2 separate regions of the Zea mays genome follow, and region 2 is linked to region 1. A link is a contact called in public Hi-C data. All regions are on one chromosome and are shown on one strand. Each heading gives the region's core, a stretch centred on a gene start, on an enhancer-like site or on the middle of the called end of the contact. The rest is flanking DNA. Distances are from core to core; before and after follow the strand shown. Region 1 holds the start of LOC103637334. Region 2 holds the start of LOC100382351 (DNA binding).

Evidence for each region. Hi-C and Micro-C count contacts between places; a contact is called where the count stands out from the background.
Region 2: a Hi-C map of tassel shows a contact between it and region 1, with 3 times the contacts expected there. The contact joins the promoter of LOC100382351 here to the promoter of LOC103637334 in region 1. A contact is called at or near these places in 2 of 25 Hi-C or Micro-C datasets (ear and tassel).

The regions. Positions count from the first base shown.
Region 1 is chr8:140,901,151-140,908,294 of Zm-B73-REFERENCE-NAM-5.0, forward strand. LOC103637334 reads left to right here and starts at 2,933. Exons shown (of 3, transcript XM_008659553.4): 1 at 2,933-3,490; 2 at 4,412-5,460; 3 at 6,830-7,144. The coding sequence starts at 3,285.
Region 2 is chr8:141,067,221-141,074,364 of Zm-B73-REFERENCE-NAM-5.0, forward strand. It overlaps LOC100382351 (DNA binding), which reads right to left and starts at 3,764. Exons shown (of 5, transcript NM_001175097.1): 1 at 3,182-3,764; 2 at 2,933-3,092; 3 at 2,702-2,852; 4 at 1,070-1,137; 5 at 1-483. The coding sequence starts at 372.

The sequences.
Region 1 (7,144 bases), core at 1,683-4,182:
TATCTATACATCACCATGTTGATCTTGAAGTGCCCTTTCAGATGGAGTCTCTATTTTCACGGTCTCATCTCCTACTCTGTAGATCTAAACTCAAAATTCTAACTTTGGTAAGCATTTTCAGCCACCTTAAACATCTCCTATGAAAACCAACACCACTAGATTCGTCTCATTGTTCTATATGTCGTGGAGCCATTCTTTTATCAAATCTATTATGATTAGACCTAATCATGTGCCACCCTACCCGACCAACCCGAACCTACTCGTCCGAAAAAACTCGACCCGATCCGACCAATACAATGGGTGGATACATGCTATAGTTTTTGACCCGCAACAATCCACGGGTCAGACACATGCCATGATTTTGACCCAAAACCTAACCCAACCCGAAAAAATCTAACCCAAAGCCAAAAAACCTGATCAATCCCAACAGAGAAGCACGAGCCAACTCGATCTGACTTGGCACTAGACACGGGTCGGGTACTGGCAGTGCCAAACGGCCCACGACCGACTTTGATCCGACTTGACCCGATATTTGAACATGTCTAATCATTATATGACTAGCTTGTTCGCATGTTCCCTACCCTTTCGCTCTTGTTCGATAGTGAGTTTTCAAAGAATATCTTGCTTAACCATCAAGGCATGCGATTAAAATTAAATAAAAATATAATTTGAAGTTCTAATTGTATATTCATAACATAACATGTATCATGTTACATTATCAATGTCTTCTTCGAAGGACATAACGAAAATGGTATGTGCAGGATCATTGAAGCATTCGCACATGCGACTTGTCAGATTTCCATTTGCAAAGCTCATAACAACCGAATGGATGCGATTGCTTTGTCGTCCATCATCGTCATCGTAGGTCTACGCACACGTCGAGAGCACGTGGTCGAGCAGATGGTAGTTTGGACAGGCTTGAAATACTGGACTTTATGCTATATTAATAGAGTGTTTAGGATGACTCCAGTTTTTAGCTCGGTTGTGGAGCGTAGTTTATAATATCAATTTAAATAGTTTTTAAAAATATATTTAATTTAAATAATAAATAAAATGACTTATGTTAATGTCTTCTAAAGGCTTACAGCTTCAGCTCCATGATTTTCTGAAGCACCTAATGACTTATTATACCAACTCACTAAATTTACTAGAGCTGGAGCTGTTCCAAATAGGGCCTAAATCACTAGTTTTTTTGATTCGTTTTCCACCGATGTTGTGTTCTCCTACATTTCTACATTTAAATAGTAAAAATACTAAAATTATGCATAAATAGAAATTCAAGTCATGTTTGTTGACTCTAAACCCACATTCACACTCATCTAACTAACAACCAATATAATACAAATTTAGTTTTGTTTTATATTTTATACTTAAGAATAAATAGAAATTATAACTACGTGTTGAACACTTTGCTAGTATTTTCTAAAATCATTCTTTCCTAGCTCAACATAGAGCACGATTCTACGTACAAAGATAAAAAGTCCAGTTTTCCTAGCTCAATATAGATACATTTTTACTAATATTTAAATAATAAATATATATTTTAAATGTATATTTATTTTATAAAAATATTGTAATATTAATATTTTTACGATTCTTTTATAAAGTACATTTGATCTTCCTATAGTATCATGAAAGTTCAATTTATCATTTTTGGGCTCATAGTTGATGTAGTGCTACATAGAATGGCTAATGTAGCGTCGCAGTTGTTGAGTAAGGGGGTATTTGGTTACCTGACCAAAGTTCAGTACACGTCATACCAATTACGAGTATTTCTAATTACAAAACTAATTATATAGTTAATTTATTAAACCTAATTAACACATAATTAACGAATGTTTTTGTTGTAGCATTGTATGAGTCAATCATGAATTTGTTAAGTTTAATAGACTCGTCTTATCGTTTAGTCCTTACTTTTATAATTGATTTTGTAATTAGATTATAATTAATATTTGTAACTAATGTTCAAATATCTAATATGATGGGATAAAATTTTATAGTGTATTAGGTTGTGGGACAGCTGGAACAGTTAGGGACAGCTATGTCCCTTGTCGTCCTCTCTCGTCTATTCAATTTTGACGGACAACCGGGAACAGACTGAGATGGTCGTGTTCCAAATCCTGATCCTCAACCAAATAGCCTTATCTAAAAGATCATCCTATCTCGTCCCGTCTTGTCATTACAACCAAACACAAGTCTTTATCTAAATGAGCGTAAGACGCTAAATCGCTAAATCAGACATCATACGGTTTTATAACTGAGGAGGTAAATTGGAGTCGCAGAGCCGAAGAAGGTCACGTAGACTTTTTCCACCGTGATCAGAGATGAAAACGAATAGGAAAAATCCTGGTTCATCTGGTACCGTGTTCCATTTTTATTCGGATAATTTTCATCGGGAAAAACAGAAACGTGATGGAAACAGGATGGCATATTGCGGGAACGGGAACGAAACCGATTCAGTGTTTTTCCGACAGTATTTCCGAAATCCACTTTTTACTGGGATATTCCCGTGTTCCCCATTTTCAGAATCCCGTTTTAGGTAGCAAAAAAATAAAAATACAAAAAAATACTAGCTTAGTCGTAACCTCTATGGCATGCTTGCGTAATATTTGATGCTATTATATTAACATGTTACAACTGTACATGATATTCCGTCTTATCTTATGTATCCACAAGTTTAGGGTCGATTATTGAAGAATGTTGATGAACAAAGTTTAGATTTAGAGTTTTTGTTGCATATCCATTCGTTTTAATCTGTTTTGTGTAACTGTATATCCTGTAACCGTTTTCGTTTTCGGCTAAACTGTCCTCGCTCCCGTTTTCGATAAAAAAATATGGTAACGAAAACGTGAGAGATTTTCTATACCGTTTCTGTCTGTTTTCATTCTAACCGTGACGTACTGATACTGTCTTTGAAAATGGGCTTTGGGTCCTCTCGGAGCCCATTTGCTCCATCGTGAGCACCCAAAACGGCCCAACGCACACCCCTGTGCCCCCAATCCCTTCTTCCTCCTTCCCGGGACCCTGCCCCCTCCGCTCCTTCCACCTCTTCTCCCCACCTGCACACTGAGAACCACCGCCTCCAGGAGGCAGCCGTCGCCGCTACCCGGGCTCGCAGAGCCATCTCCTACAAGCCGTTTCTCGGTTCCTAAGGCTCTTCCTGATCTCTTGGACAAGAAAAAGGAGGTTTATTGACTTTAGTTGGGGGAGGAGCGAGAGGAGAGGCGATGGTGGTGGTGGTGGTGGTGGTGGTGGTGAGATAGGGGTTGCATACATACAGGGTGATGGGGAGCTGCGCGGGAGAGGAGTGGCCCGGCGGCGTGACGGGGCCGGACGCCGAGGTCGGAGCGCTCGTCTGGGTGCGCCGCCGTAACGGATCCTGGTGGCCTGGCCGGATCCTCGGCATGGGCGAGCTTCCCGAGAACATCGTCATCCCGCCGCGCTCTGCCGGCACACCTATCAAGCTCCTCGGCCGCCCAGACGGCAGCATGTCCGTACAAACCCTCGCTCTACCCCTGTTGCTCTCTGTAATCAATTTGTTATGCTCCTTGTTCATGCGTTGATTCTTCTGGCTTCTGATGATCTGTTGCCGCTACTTTTTCTCCTTGGTCTAATGGTCATTGCATAACTCTCTCATGTTGTGTTCACTCTCAAGTCAAGCAAGGAACCGTTTTTTGGGTGAAACTTTTGATTTAGGTACAATGAGAAATTGAGAAATTCAAAAAGGAGGGTACTATGTATGCTGGATTGATCTTAGGGCCTCGGAAGTGTATAGCTAACTCAATCTAATTATTATCACTGAAATATATATGTTTTTTTTGGATGTTTGCATCCATATCTAAATAGGGGTGCTTACCCTTACCTCTAGATGTTGTTCTTGTTACACATGGTGGCAGCATCAATTGAACGTATCTCTCAGCCCCCTGTTGCCTGAACCTAGAGAGTAATATAGGTATCATAAGTAACCCTTAGGTGATAAGGAGAAGCTTACGTTTCTATGCATGTTTTTTTTGTTGGGGGGGGGGGGGGGGGGGGGGGGGCGGCAAACAAATTCATGCATTTCTTAAAGCTAAGACATAGATTAAAATTGCATGCACAGAGACTTGTCTATTTTTTTGGTGTATGTTTGATCTAGGAACATACTCTCCAAGTCTTTCTGTAGTTTAGAAATTGTGCTAATACTAAGAAAATATTACCCTATATGAAGTTGGATTTGAAATTTTTATTCATTCTGGTGAGCTGATCATTTGAAGTTGTATGCATGTTTTAGGCTTCAGTATTCGCTTTTAACTTCCCAAACAAGTGCATAGATTAATGTTTATCACACTTCCGTTGCATTTTCAGATATTTTCTGTCTGTAGCACTGAACATCATCAGTCTATCTTACTTGCTGTGTTGGACTTTGCCACAGTGACTGGTATAATCTTGAGAAATCTAAACGTGTGAAGTCATTTCGTTGTGGAGAATATGATGAATGTATAGAAAAAGCCAAGGCTCTAGTTCGCCGGCAAAAGAAGACACATACTGAAGGGAGATATGTTCGCAGAGAGGATGCCATTATGCATGCCCTTGAAATCGAAAGGTCTCATTTTCCAAATAACTGTGATGATCTTGAAGAGGACGCGGACAATGATATATGTGCATCCCAGAATATATGTTCTGCAAAGTCTATAAATATAAATGGGCTCAGCAAAAAATCTCGTGGTGCAAGGAGTTTGTATGATATAGAAATAAATTCAGCTCAAGAGTTGTCTCAAACATTGACACTGTATAAACAGCCACAAAATTTATCCTCTTCAAGCACTAGGTATGCATCGTCAAAAAGGAAGAAGTGGAAGGGACATAAAGATCATGAGGATGATTCAGTTCATGGATTCCAGCGTATGAGAGATCTTAGGGAGATTGGAACAAAAAATGTTTTCAAGCAGAAGTCTGGTTCAGGAATTGTTTCAGATGTACCTCTTCTTGAAAGTGGATCAAGCTTTGGCTATGATTTGTCCAGTGCCGATGGGATAAAATTGGGTGAGCAGTCCCAGTCATCCATAAAAAAGAAACGGTCCAATATTGGGCAATCCTATGATAGTTTGAGTAAGAAAGATAAGCATCACCCTCTATCACTGTTATGTGAAGATTCAGAAGTGTCTGGAACTTATTATCATTGGGACCCTTCAGGCCAGTCTTGTAGTCAATACCCAGGAGGCCAGATACCCAATTTGGTTGAATCAAGTAGGAGGGCAAAAACTATTTTTCCAACTGATGTAAATAACTGTTCCTACAGCTCAGGCACTTCAAGTTTGGATACATTATTAGATACATCACACATCAATCATAAACGTTCTCTAAATGCTGTTACTCCCAAGAATGCTGACCCATGCACAGCTAGATTTCTCAATGATGACTGCCCTGATTGTGATGGATTTCTTGATGCTGTTACTTTGGAGGAGGATGTTCTAGAGGAAGGTAAAAGTCAGTGTCATTCTTATTTTCCTTTTTTGTTTTTCGAAAACTTTTTTTTTCCTTTTTTGTTGCACTGTATTTGTTTTTTGGGGGGTGAAACTTAAAGCAAACCTTATCTACTGTCTCCAATTAGATAGGTCAATTACATGAATGTACACAGGAATAGTATTTGTGATTGTAACTGTAACAATAGATAAGGTTTATTTAGGCCCTGTTTGGAAGCAACCCAGTTTTTAAGAAACCAGTTTTTTATCTTTTAGCTAAGAGAGGCCAGCTTCTTGGTTTTTAAGAAACCGAGAATCTAATTTCTATAAACTGAGTCATAAACTGGTATGTTTGGAACCACCTCAATTTCTATAAACCAGTTTCTTAAAAACAGGGTGCTTCCAAACAGGGCCTTAAGCGTTGAAGTCTTGTGTTCACCTGTGTTGAAGTTAGAGATGTCAATGGGGAATTCCCCAGCGGGGATTAACTCCCCAGACCCGTACCCATGAATATAGACCCGCCCCCATCCCCGAACCCGAACCCGACCTCGGGTATGAAAATCCTCCCATACCCATCCCCGACCGGGTACTAAATACCCATGGGTATCCATACCCGACCCGATTATTCATCAGTTCTCACCTTCCTTGCTCGTCCAGTGAGCGGTCCCGGACTCCAGGCGTCCGGGCAGCGGCGGCTGACGGGCTCTACTGCTGCGAGCCTGCGAGCAGTGGTCCTAGGAGAGCGGCGGCTGCGAGCAGTGGTCCTGGGACTACGGGTCCGGGCTCTGCGTCCGAGGCTCTGGGCGAGCGGCGGTCCGGGCGAGCGGCGGTGCAGCGGCGGTACGGGCCCATAGTTGGCTTGGTCGGCAGCCACTAGGCCACAAGCAGCCCACAAGTAAATGCTGGATAGTGGAATAAAAATCCTACATGCTAGATTATTTCGGTTCCGGGTATTTATCCCCATGGGTAATCGGGTTTGGGTTTAGCCCTCCCAAACCCGAACCCGCCATACCCGATGGGTAAAGGATTTATTCCAAATCTATACCCATGGGGATTTGTTTTAACCCATACCCTAACCCTAATGGAGGAATTCCCCACGGGTAATCGGGTTTCGGGGCCCCATTGATATCTCTAGTTGAAGTAGGCCATGTGGTGTTAGACAAATTACTCATTGGCAAAATTTCTTGTTTTCTTGTGCAGCAGAGTTCTTTTAGGTTTATAGCATACAAATATGATTGGTTATTCAATTTGGACTGCAGTTTCTTAGTCATTTTTCATCATATTTTGATGCAAGTTTTACCTATAAGTGCATGGGACATGATCTGATTTTATCACTCTGAACTAGCATATTGAACATTTTCCCTAATATTTCTGGCCATTTTCTCCAGGCCATTTGGATACTTATGGATCTTGTGCATCCATAAAGGATCAAATTTCAAAACTGGGTAATCAAAGTACTGGCTGTGGCATAGGTGGCACATCTTCAACTCGGCATAATCGAAATTCTAAGAAAAACATAACGGCTGTCAATTTTTTGATACCTAAAGGAAGCCACAAGAGGGATACAAATTCGCTGCTGCAACATGAAGGGATTATAAAATCGGAAGGTACTGTCTTTAGGCCTGCTGAACTTGAGGATAATGCACATGTGACTCCTGAGCATGACGAGTCCTCTGAAACTATAAGCAATCTTTCAAACTATG
Region 2 (7,144 bases), core at 2,514-5,013, 170 kb after region 1:
GGTGCTCTTGACCTCTTCGAGCACCATGGTCTTGATGATATCCTTGACCTTGTCGATAGTGTACCCGGCCCTGGGGTCTTCCTTGAGAATGTCGTGGTGGATCATCTGCGCGGTCGCGGCGCCGAGCCTCTCGACCTGCGCCTGGCAGCAGCGGCGCGCGGTGCTTACGGCGTCGGTGTCTAGGCGACCGTCGTGGTACCAGGTGCCCCCGGTGATCTCGGCGAAGGACTGGAAGTCGGTGGCCATGAAGATCTTCCTGCTGCGGTGGCGCACGTCGCTGACCTCTTTGAGAAGCCCGCTTGCCACGAGGGTGCGCACGACCTTGGTGGCGATGTTGGGGGCCATCAGCAACTTCTTGAGGATGTCCAGCATCCACAAGCCCTTGTTGCCCGCCTCGATTATGATATTGTATACTGCCTCTGGTGGTAATCCGACCTTAAATCTCAAATTGAGGTTGCAAAAAGAACCTTCTGGTACAGTCAGCTGTAAACATTTGATCATGTAAGAATAAGTTCCTACATTGTATGAGCATTCTTGAAGAAACACAAAATCACATCTACTTCTAAAGCAACACAATAGATAGGTAAAATCACACAACCCCCATCCTCAAGAACATAGAAACAATTAGAATTGGTGCCTGATTGGTTGTTAAAGACTAAATCTGCTCAAAGGTAGCTATGAGATGCTTTTAACTACTGAAACTAACTACAACCACATCAAGGACATACATTATGCTGTGACCAGAAGTCATTTTTATCAAGCAGCTCTCTCAGCTTCATCCATCCGTCCAAGCTCAAGCAAAGGGAAGGACGAAAACAAACTAACCGTGAAGTTGAACATACAAGCATGAGAAATCTCTCTTTCTCACTTAGAAAACATCTGATGCTCTCGCAATAGTCAATCTCACAATATATAAACAAACCATAGATAAGAAAATAGAAGGGATCATAACAGATGCAAATGATGTACTCTTAATATTGGCAATTGCATAGATATAATATTATAGTTATTCATAAATCGGTGCAGAAACAATGCTTGGAGGCTGTCTTAAGTAAACTGGTACACCCACCTTTCAATATTCTTGATTTTTGCCTCTTCCATAGCTTTTGTTCCTTCTAAGTAAATTGGTACACCCACCTGTCAAAGCTCAAAAGAAAAATAACTCACTGACATGCGAATGGAGGGAAAGAAAGAAAGAACAAAAAGGCATGCATGCATTCTTCATAATTACGGAAAACGGCCAGAAGGGTTATTCACCAACCTTACCACTAACATAAACAAGATCCCCTTCTTTGTGATTTGTTGACATTAAGAGAAATGTGTGCCACTGAAAAATATGTAGAGGTGCAAATGAATTCTCCATTGCTCTACTCCAGAGTGACTACTCTCAACTGAAGTGCTCGATTCAGACTTGATTTGGGAAAACTGCCAGAAGGGTCATTCACCATGAGGGGAGTGGTGAGGACTGAGGAGAGGTAAGCAGCATCGGGTGAGGAGATGATGATGTTGAAGAAGCAGGCCCACCAATACATCTACTTGGCGTTGAGCAGAAGCTGTAATATAGAACATAGTCCTCTGAACCTATACATGTAGATCTAGGGACTCAGATCCATACTTGGACGTATCGTTTGATTCACACAGAGAGAACTTGGCAGCTAGATCTTTGCCTTCTCTGGCGAGATGGAGCGGGGGCAGGGAGCGGCCGCCCACCGCTCCGAATTAAGTAACTACAAAGTATGGACTGATTAGGTGTACACTATGCTTCTCCTAATTACATTTGTAGCTAATTTTATTATCTACCTTCGTTACTTCTAAAGGTTTGTCAAAGTATTTTTATCTGCTATGACTATCTCTTCTGATTTATGCCTATCCAAAGGACTCCCTGATAATATTGGAGTTTCTATTTGAATCCATGAGCCATTATATTATATCAGACATGCTCCTATTGTGTATGTTTGTAGAGATTAGGGGATGTAGTTATACAATCACCAATTTATATACTCATGTTTTTGTCTTTTTATTCTAATTAGTAATTCGTTTGAGACTATGGATTTATTTGTAGAAATTTCTAATATTTTAAGGGAGTAACATTATCTTCTATCTATTCTTAGTGTCCTTTCGTCGGTTCCAATTTCTTAAAAATTAGAAACAATATCAGGTTGACATGAATGTTTGTCTATAAAGGGGTGTCCTTATTTGCTTAGTATATGTTTATAAGTTAGCTTGCATCTGTTTATGCTCTTCAGTCTTCTCCTTACTCTGGACCGATGACTTGAAAATAAAAATTGGAGTTGATACATTTTGGAAATATTAAGTTACCAAAAAATGATAGGTGAAGACTACAAAAAATGTGATGATGCAGACATGTAGTAGTAAAGTGTATACAGTCTGCCAGTGGTTGCAAGGGAGGTGAAAAGGTGTAAACCTGATCCTGCTTTTCGATTAATCTCTTAGTTGCAAAGGTATAAAATATTCTTTTGTATGTGTAAAACCTATGGGTATTAGGAAAAAAATTATTGATATTATTTCTGTGGCAATGCTCAGGCCATGCAGTGTCCTAGAAAGCCTATTAATTCAATTTGCAGCAGTCTAAAAGCTAAATAAGTCTGTATTGGAGTCTCAATGTCAATTAACACATAAATAGAGGTAAAGCTACGTAGATCCATATAATTTGAGGCAGTATGGTGTGAGCGAAATATACCTATATTGTATTGGAGTCTGAATCTCAGTAATAGAAATATCTCCCATTCAGATCAGCACTCGCCATTCCAATGGGAGGTGCCTCGGTACACTGCCTTTGACTCAATTACCCTCTTTGCAAAAGAGGACAAACAGAATGATGTCGTGTGGATCTGAAAATATAGAAATAGAATAGAATCAGGAAACAGCTTGAGTTCTAATGCAAAGGAGTGAAATCAGCAAAAATACACACCTCCGAGTTGTAGAACTTAAGGGGTCCTTTTGATTTCGTAGAATGTTCATCCTCCTCGGTGTTGAAAACAGGGTGCTGGAAATCTGTTCATCCTCCTCCGAGAAGAAGAAATATACTGTAAACTGTATAGTGTAGAGGGCAGCTGTAGCCTCCAATGGAGCTGAGGGGGAAGGGGAGGGGGCCGCTGTAGTTAGCCTAAGCTGCTAAGGCCGATCAAGATCCGTTGCCCGTGGAGAAACTGAAGCTCACCTGAAGGGGCCTCTTGGAGTGTATCCATAGTGTTGATGGCGGAGCCCGTAGGAGCTCTGCACCTCGCCGTCGCCGCCCTTAACCTCCTCGCCGTCCCACTCCCACTACACCACCGTCGCGGGGTATCACTGTCCAGCCCACTGAAGACGAGCGCGGTGTGGGCATTGGCGGCGAGGTCACGGAGGCGGGCATCAGGCTAGCGCCGCGGCGGCGGTTGTGCGACGTGGTGGCCTTCAGCGTCGTAGTAGATGACCCCAGAGAAGTCCATCGACTGGCACTGCTCCCCCATCATGATCTCCTTCCTCCCATAGACTGTGACACCACCTCCGTCCTCGGCGCCGCCACCCATCGAGGTCGTCTCCGGTGGTGACCTTGCTGCTCCCTGTCCCATCGGGGGAGGGGAGGGGGCAGGTCGCGAATGGGTGATCACGTGAGGGGCGGCAGGGGATGGGGTTGTGAATGGGTGGGGATGGCGCGGCGGGGGAGCGGGGTTGCGGATGGGTGGGGATGGCGCGATGGTCGCGGCACCGAAGTCGCGGGGAACGGGGTCTTCAGGCGGGGGCAGTCATGGGAGTGGGTTTGCGGATGGGTGCTGGGTGGGGATGGCGCGGCGGTCGCGGCGCTGAAGCCAAGCGCCGCGAGGAACGGGGTCGTCGGGCAGGGGCACGTGGGGTGGACGACGCTTGGAATCCGAGGATGGGGTGGCGGAATCCGAGGATGGCTGGGCACGGCGTGTGGTGGCCTTCCATAGATGGAGCGGATGCGAGATCTCGGACACAGGGGAGGAGGAGGAGGAGGCGGCGGAATTGGCGAATGCGAACGCGCAGTGAGAGGGAGGCCGGGGGCACCGCGGCGGGGGCACGGTGCCTGTGGACGCCCTCGTTGTACCCTTAAGGTATAGTAGAGATAGCAGACTCGCGCTTATGCAGTTCAAGGGATGATCTCCATATCCCACAAACAAATTTCATAATCATCGTGCAGCGTTACCACAAACTTGCAAACTAATAAATTCTGATACAATAAGGGAGTAATCACGTTACTCGAATGATAAGCCGATAACCTCTAACGAGTACTTGATCATGCCAACTGCGCGCTCAGAGCACGCGAACTGTTTCTTTATTTTCCAATGTCTCTTTCAGGAACGACTGATGAAGAGGGGCGATTCGAGGAATCAGGGGCAGCATTCACATCGGCTTTTATATCTTCAGGGACAACCACGCCGGGTCTTCTCATCAAGATTCGTCCCGCCCGAATGGCTTTGTCCAGGGCCTTATCGCGTTGAGCTTTGAAAGTGACAGCAGCTTCTTCAGCAACTTTAACAGCCTGCTGAGCAGTTTCTAACTCCTGAGCAATGGATTTCTTAGAAGCTCGGAGTCCCTTGATGGTGGCATCCTTTGCCGATAGCAACTGTGTAAGGCGGGCCACTTCATCCGAGGATTCTTGCAGTTGACGGCGCTGGTTGTCAAGCTCCTCCATCGTAAAACGGTGGCTCCTCTCCAAGATGGTCAGCGAGTTGCTGGAATCTCGGTACAGTCTGTCCAAGTTGTCGCGAGAAGCAGCAAGGATGCGTTTTTCTTCCTACAAGCAAAAATCAACTCATTCAGAATCCAAGAGCATGATAAGGCGAAGCACAGGTTCGAAAGCTACCTTCTCAGAGTCAAGCTGAGCATGAAGAGAAGAACTCAGAGCGTTGGCATCATCCAAAGCCGCAGAGACCTGACTCAACTCGATCTGACTTTGAGAATACTTCTCCTCTGTAACACCCCGAGGTCCACAAACACCCCGGAATGATACTAAACAACACTTCTGACATCTATATATAAAATTTCGGCAGCATCCCCTTTGCAAAATTGCATAAATGAGGGAGCAACAGTGTATAAACATATATCATGACAAGAACATACTAAGTATTATTAATCGGCTAGCAAAGAGAAGTTAAACATACAACATGAACTAAATTAACTAGTGCGCACGACTAGTTAAAAAAACAAACTTCCTTTGACAATAAATTTCTAATTAAATCATGGCTGCGCCTGGGCAGCGCTATTGTGAGAGTGAAAGTGGACGTGCTGCTACTCCCCTCATTCCCAACATGTATCAAGTACCTGCATTGAGTAATGCAAGAGTGAGATGACACATCTCAGCAAGTAAAATAATATCAAATTGTTTAACCACATAAGAACATTGTTTTACCACCACTTGATTCCACAACCTTCTTATTACGAAGGTGCAGCACGTATACAACGTACAACACACCTAGTCACCACACCTCGCAGGTAGAAACCACAATAGTAACATAGTAATGTCACACTTCATATATACCTCATGAGTGCAAATGTCTGCAAATGCAAGGATGACTTCTGCCTTCATACCTCTAAGGATATGAAGCCGCATCGTACCCCTCCTCGGGCAACGTACGATGCTAAAAATGTACCGGTACAGTCGGACCATAAGATCACGACATAACTTCAGAATGCAAGATGGATGATGCAATGTGCATGACATGCCTACAACACTTCATATAACGTGATTCAAAAAAAATACTTCAACTCCATCCATGATGGGAATCAACCACATATATCATTACAAAATCATGATCATCCACAATATTAGACAATTGAGAATTAATACTTTCGAACAAATAAACTTCATCATAGAATTCAATGATTAACATATTTAAAACTTATGCATACTCAATGACAGGGAATAGGATGCAAACCAAACGGTAGCAACCACCACTGTATTTACTTGCCTTTACCGGAAGTTTGGGCAAATCCCTAAGTACGATCCGGAAGTCCACCACCTGTTTTTGACACACAACTTAGTGCACCAATTTCACATAACCAGGCTCATAAACGACGCCGCACCTACGCACAAACTCAAACCCCGCCGCGGGTTACATCTCTCCCCACACCCACCAAACTGCAGCGGCGCTGCTTAATAATTTCATAACTTCAAAATTATGACAGCATTGGTAACAAACAAAAACTCCAGAGGCATCTACATAAAATTCCCCACAAGTTTTGTATACAATTTATAATTAAATTCCAACATCTAATTAGCCCAAAACAGTTCACAAGATGAACCCTGTAATCTGTTTTTTTCTCTTTTGGACAGCGACATACCCGGATTCAAACCGCGATATCTTTTAAAATATAATTCCAATTCAAGCGCATAAGTACTCATTGGAAAGATAAGACAAAGCCATACATGATTATCATACTGGTTAGCACTAATTAACCACGAAAAATTCCCAGAAACTGCTAATACTACTGCTGTTCACCCACCTGAAAAATCTGTTTTTTTTTTTTTGACAGCAACATACCCGGATTCAAACAGCGATATCTTTTAAAATATAATTCCAAATCAAGCACATAAGTACTCATTGGAAAGATAAGACAAAGCCCTACATGATTATAATACTGGTTAATACTAATTACCCACGAAAAATTCCCAGAAACTGCTAATACTACTGCTGTTCATCCACCTGAAAAATCTGTTTTTTTTGGACAGCAACATACCCGGATTCAAACAACGATATCTCCTAAATTATAACTCCGAATCGAGCGCATAAGTACTCGTTGGAAAGGTATGACAAAGCTCTACATGATTATCCCACTGATTCCCACTAATTACCCCACGAAAAGTCCCAGAAATCCCTAGAACTACTGCTGTTCACCCACTCACAAAATTCCTGGACAGCACCTCTATCGATTCGCAAAGATAAACACATAATCCAATTGATTGCAGCACAAAAACAACAAAAGTTAATCACAAATTCACCTTAGGTTCTTCCCTTTCTCCTTCCTTCTTCCTCCCTCCAAACTCCAATTGAGATCGCAGCCACACGACGGAGAACCACACGGGAGGGCTGCACCTTGGAGGAGGGGGAGAAATGGGGGGGGCGGCTAGGGTTTTGGGTGGTGAGGGCTGCAAAGGTTTGAGGAGGAAGAAGATGGGAGA